Linked DNA regions of Triticum aestivum: region 2 is linked to region 1. Evidence: chromatin contacts called from public Hi-C data. All regions are on one chromosome and are shown on one strand. Each heading gives the region's core, a stretch centred on a gene start, on an enhancer-like site or on the middle of the called end of the contact. The rest is flanking DNA. Distances are from core to core; before and after follow the strand shown.

Region 1 (3,023 bases), core at 203-2,702:
GGAGTGTGTTTAATGTCCCATCTTGTTCATCTTCAGTCGAAGTGCACTCACGGAATCAGCATCCTGGTGGTTATTTAGTTGGGTCGTCAAAATATATCCTGCAGAAAGCAGAGAGGAACTGGGTTGGTAAGGTAAGTTCAATTATCATATTTGGAAGGCAAGTGTTGCACAAGATCATATGAATTTGCCATCTTTTTCGGCTTGTAGTGAATAGACAAACACCCCATGAAAACATTATTGTAACCTTAAAAAATACTAGCAGTCAATCTCTAGGGAACTAGGTTCAATTGGTTTTATGAACACACACCATCACATACATGCCACCAAGTTTCTATAGTTTTTCTGCTCCTCTTAGTGCACTGCAAGAGGTCTGGTGAGACGCGTGGATGTAGAACTCCACAACCCAAGTTTGGATCCTCTTCGGCAGGGGCTTTATTAATGTTAAAGCTGGACACTTGATACGATTCGTCTAAAAAATCCTCTTTGCCTTGGATTTGAGTATCTATTCTTGTTGGTCGATATGGTGCCAAGTTCCTCTTTAGTGCGCAGTGCGCTGCATGGAGCACTGGCAGCTGTAGTCTTTCTGCCTTAAATCTAGAGACAGCTTATGTTATCCTTACAAGATATGTGATTTTGCTGCAAGCAAGGGAAAAATATCTCATACAAAATCATCTAGGTGGTAGGCATGGGTAGTTAAAAAGTGTTCATCGCTATTTATTCACCAATTCACTAGTAGATAGAGCTCAAGGAAAAGCCTTCATTGCAGAATGTTGACCAAAGCGTTTCCTCTTGCATTTCTTCTTGTGCATTTCTCAAGATATTTTCTTCTCAACCACCATAAGCAGATTATGATAACTCTTTTTTTTTTTGCGAATTAGCAGAGTATGATAACTCGGCCGCACGTTCTATCCAGACTACACGCATGGCATTTGTTTTCTTCTTCTTTAGGAATGTGTCATTTTGATACTTGTTGACACCCAAACTATTGCATCTTTGCAGGCTGAAGATGATGACAGTGCCGATAGCTGTACAGACACCTCAAGAGCATCCAAGAGACCTGCCGCCTGACAAGGGTGATTGTGAAGACTGTAGGGCTGAACTATGGAGTGGACAAGGGCAACACTCAGATCTTCCTGCATCCCATTCTCATCAGAAAAAAAATTGTACATTTTGTTATCTGGTTATTTTTGTCAAATCTGTTATATGTAACCTATAATTAGTTGCAACACTTGCACAAAACGGTTTCGTTCTTGGGGGAAAGAGTTGTTTACTTACTTATTCTTTTCTGCGATGGGAGCAAAAGTTTCAGATTCTTCCTCGTTTTCTGCTTATTTACAAAGCCCGGTACCGGTGCAGAATTCGCAGGCTGGCTCAGTTGGTTTTGTAGAAGCTGTGCCAAAAATGTATGAACTCGAAACGGCTCAGGCCGTCGTGGCCGGAGGAAGATTTGCGTAGCCCGTTGATGTAGCAGCTGCATGTGGAAGATCACGACCGCCCGCCTTCCATCGGACGATTCATAGCACTCGAGGAGCAGATCTCATTGCCCCATTCTCGCCGGTCCTACCTGTCAGTGCGGTGCTCTCCCATGGCGAACTCCCAGCCCTCCTCCTGGCTCGCCGCCGTGGCGGCCAATGCCGCCGCCAGACCAGCCATCCTCCACCGCGCCCACGCCGCCCTCATCACCTCTGGCCACCTCTCCTCCTGCACCTCCGTTAACTCCCTCCTCCGCGCCGCTCGCATCCCCGCTGCCTGCGCCCTTCTCCTCCGCTTCCTCCTCCTCCACCGCCTCCCGCCCGACCACCTCTCCCTCTCCTTCTCCCTCCACTCCTGTACCCGCTCCCCCAGCCTCCCCGTCGCGAGCCTCCTCCACTCGCTCGCCGTCAGGCTTGGCCATGCCCGCGACGTCTACGTCCTCAACGCTGCCGTCTCCGCCTACTTCAGGGCCACCGACGTCGCCTCCGCCGAGCGGCTCTTCTCCTACACAAAGGATGTCGCCGACGTTGTCACCTGGACCACCATGGTCACCGGGCATGCCAACGCCGGCGACGTTGCGCGTGCGAGTTGGTTCTTCGATGCCATGCCTGAGAGGAACGTGGTTTCCTGGAACGCGATGCTGGGCGCGTACGCATCCGCCGGGATGCTGTCCAAGGCGCGGAAGGTGTTCGATACAATGCCCAGCCGGAATGCCGCCTCGTGGAGCTCGATGGTCACTGGGCTCGTGCAGTCCAATCAGTGTGAGGAGGCGTTGAGGGTGTTCAGTGAAATGGTCGGGACGGGTGTCGTGCCGAATGAGGCTGCACTGGTGAGCGCTGTCTCAGCGTGCTCGCTGCTGCGGTCGATAGAGCACGGCATGTGGGTACATGCGTATGCCAAGCGGGAGCTGAATGGGATGAGCGTCATCCTCGCGACAGCGATTGTTGACATGTATGGTAAATGTGGGGGTATCCATAATGCCGTCAGGGTGTTTGCTGCAATGCCAGTGAAAAACATCTACTCATGGAACTCGATGATTACTGGGCTCGCCATGAACGGCAGGGAAATGCAGGCCTTATCACTCTTCTGGAAGATGCAGATGGCTGGTGTTCGACCAAATGATATAACCTTCATCGGGTTGCTGGGTGCTTGTAGCCACTCAGGTCTTGTCGATGAGGGCCGCTGGTTGTTCAACAAGATGGTTAATGGCTTTGGAATCCAGCCACTCCAAGAGCACTACGGCCTAATGGTTGATTTACTCGGTCGGGCAGGTCATGTTAGGAAGGCAGTGGATTTTGTCAACAGCATGCCGGTGGAGCCGCATCCGGGCTTGTGGGGTGCGCTTGCTGGCGCCTGCAAGATCCATGGTGAGGTGGAGCTTGGTGAGGAGATTGCCAAGAAGCTCATTGAGCTGGAGCCCCGTCATGGCAGCCGGTACATCCTCCTGTCAAACATATATGGTGCATCAAACAGATGGGATGACATGGCCACTGTGCGCAGGCTCCTTAAGGAGCGCAAGGTCCCCAAGGGCACTGGGAATGCCATGGTTG
Region 2 (3,023 bases), core at 175-2,674, 420 kb before region 1:
TTGACGCTGACCGTCGCGACGATTCCCGCCGTTGCGCGCCAGTTGGGGCAGCTGCGGTGCCAGGGGGGAGCGCGTGCGGCGCGGCAACTGGAGGGCGAGGCGCCGATGGTGGTGTAGAGGCACCGTGGGAGAGGCCGGCGGCGAGGGCGGTGTGGTCAGCACAGGTGCGGAGGTGCTTCATCCGCCGCTCCTCAAGACGAAGATAGGCCACCGCCCGCTTGTAGGTGGGGTTGACCATGAGGGTGAGGTTGGACGCGGCGTTGTTGAAGTCCTCGTTGAGGCCGGCGGTGAGCATCGAGAGGAGAAGCTCATCTCCCACCTTGAACCCGACGTCGTTGAGCTCGTCGGAGAGGGTCTTGAGCCGGAGACAGTAGGCGTTGATGGTGGAGTCGTTCTGGTGGCACCCAAAAAATTCCTGCTGCAAAAAAACAATCCGTTGAAGCTTGTTGTCAATGAAGAGGCCATTGATCTTGGTCCACACCGTGTAGGCATCGTCCCTATCGTGAACGACGGTGTGGAAGATGTCCGGAGAGACGGTGAGGAAGAACCACCGGATGAGGGTGGCGTCGATGGCCAGCCAGTTGGCGTCGTGGTTGCCGGCGAAGAAGTTGGAGAGGTCGTCCACATGATCCCGAAGATTGTACTCACAGAATAGAAGATTGAAGTAGGTTTTCCACACATAGTAATTGGCGGAGGTGTGGGAGAGGGCGATGGAAACGTGACCGGAGAGGGGGATGTTGCGGATGTCCGCAGTGAGGGGCTCTTCGGGTTCGGTCCCATAGGAGGAGTCAAACGGGTTGCTAGGACCGGAGGAGGAGGACCAAGCCGACATACACATGCTAAATACAAGAAGGAAGACCCGGAGTACAAGAATACACATGCTAAATACGTATACTCAACACGTATAGAAACACTTCTGTCGTACGTACATTCGAAAGTGACGAACCAACATGTGGTTGGATGGTTAGAGGGACTGTGGTATCCAGCCCATCAGGATTCAAATTCTGGTGCTTGCATCTATTCCTGGATTTATTTCAGGATTTCCGGCGATGCGCATTCTATGTGAGGAGACGTTTCCGTCGACGACGAGGTGTCTATGGTGACTTTGTAAATTTCAAGATGATATGCCGGTTCAGTCTTTCGGAGGTGCTCATAGAGAGAGGGTGTGCGTGCGTGCGTTCATAGGGATGAGTGTATGCGCGTGTATATAAGCACTTGCGTCTGGATTGTATTAAAAAAAACATTCGGAAGTGTATACGTGCCTCCGGCCGAAGCTTATTGTGTGTTGGTCCAGAGAAGCAAAACATGTGCCGTGCAGCCGTCCGACCTTTCCAGCTCGGCTCCATGTTCCTTCTCTCAAGCCAACGAAATCCACCTGTAGGCGCACGCGCTCGCAGAGTTGTAGCCATCGCCGTTCGTCCTGGACTTGAACGGCCAACGAAAATTCCAAACTCCACACTCTCTTTGACGGAAAGGAAAACGGGCCAACAGACGAGGCGCTGCGGGAAACCGTCGTTGCTCCTTCCGCCGCTTCCTCGGCTCTTCGCCGCGCTTTCCCCCCTCCACCGCCCCTCTCTCTCTCTCCTCCCCGCGGCAACCGATCCGGCCCGGCCCGGCTCGCGATGCGGTGGAGGCCGCACAAGCTGGGGCTCTGGGCCGCCCTCCTCGCCGCGGTGGCCCTGCTGGCCGTCGGCGGCGGAGGCGGGGTGGCGACCGCGGCGGGGGCGGAGGAGGCGTACGCGACGCTGCTCTACGGGGACGAGTTCGTCCTGGGCGTGCGCGTCCTCGGGAAGTCCATCCGCGATATGGGCACCCGCCGGGACCTTGTCGTGCTCGTCTCCGACGGCGTCTCTGACTACTCTCGGAAGCTCCTCGAGGTATGCGCGCACATCTGTGCTTCAGTCGACAAGTCAGCAAAACTGGTACTATGAGCTTGCGTGCTGATCGGTCCTATTTGTTAGTTTAATGTTGGACCGGGCCAAGATGGAGCTCGCAGCTTATGTTTCTAGTTTGAACTTAGGCTCGTCTCTCTCTCGTACTTTAGTAATTCACTTGTGCAGTTGTGCTTCATCATGATGTAGAATCAAACAACTGTGTGTGCACTGTGCAGTAATGTCTCATTGGTGCAGAAAGCTCACGGATAGAAATACAACCCATCTCAATTCTCAATTTTACTTGCATTTTTGAAGCGCATGCTTTGGCACTTAGATGCCGAGTGCATCTATCTTTTCCTCCGATATGTGTACTGTGGTGTGAAGATGGAGTGTTAGAGCTGGGAACAAACCCTGTGAATTGTGACTGCGCAATATTGGTGTACTGAGTATGCTGATGAAGCAAACCCGTGTTACAGGAACACAAGTAAATATTTGACACATTTAGTAGGTCTAAGGAAATCTGTTAAAAGGAGATATGGTTCTATTTGTGTCAATCCCAGGATGAGTGTAGCAGTCATTAGTACCACTATTTAGAGGGAAGACTATGATGGTACAAATCCATCCGCTCTGAGAGACTTTATGGGATTTTAGGTTCATTACTTCATTTGGTAGATTGTGGCTGTGAGGGCATTTTTATTTCTTTGTAATCCAATCTTTGACTACAGTAAGATTAAGGAGTACCTACGTGTTATCATAATGAATACTTCAGCAGATCCCCGTCTGATTTGCTTTAAATCATATTCCCCACCCACACAGTTTCTACACTCTGTGATCAGGGTCTTAAGTTCACTTGCGTCTATGGAATGCCCTTTTAAGTTATAATGAGGAAGCTTAGGGCATCTCCAAGGGGAAGTCATTTAATATGGGTCACCAAATATCCACGGGCATGTCCGGACGTGTCCGCGGACAGCTCAACCATCCAACCGTATTCATCAAATCCGGATGAGTAAATTGCAAAAAACCACCATAATTGGGTCCAAGTTATCAATGCTTCAGGAAAAAACCACCAGAAAACATGCATTTTGGTGGGTGTTTGATGACTTTTGCACAATTGTGGTGGTTTTTTTTTGCAATTTACTCAATCCGGAC

What was found. Hi-C and Micro-C count contacts between places; a contact is called where the count stands out from the background.
Region 2: a contact with region 1 is called in a Hi-C map of leaf, with 3 times the contacts expected there. The contact joins the promoter of LOC123127728 here to the promoter of LOC123127725 in region 1. A contact is called at or near these places in 2 of 5 Hi-C or Micro-C datasets (both in leaf).

What each region holds. Positions count from the first base shown.
Region 1 is chr6A:422,873,542-422,876,564 of IWGSC CS RefSeq v2.1, reverse strand. LOC123127725 (pentatricopeptide repeat-containing protein At4g18840-like) reads left to right here and starts at 1,452. Exons shown (of 1, transcript XM_044547541.1): 1 at 1,452-3,023. The coding sequence starts at 1,586. It overlaps LOC123127724 (cryptochrome-1), which reads left to right. Exons shown (of 5, transcript XM_044547540.1): 4 at 1-131; 5 at 1,000-1,278. The coding sequence ends at 1,068.
Region 2 is chr6A:423,294,225-423,297,247 of IWGSC CS RefSeq v2.1, reverse strand. It overlaps LOC123127728 (inositol phosphorylceramide glucuronosyltransferase 1), which reads left to right and starts at 1,424. Exons shown (of 10, transcript XM_044547542.1): 1 at 1,424-1,877. The coding sequence starts at 1,623.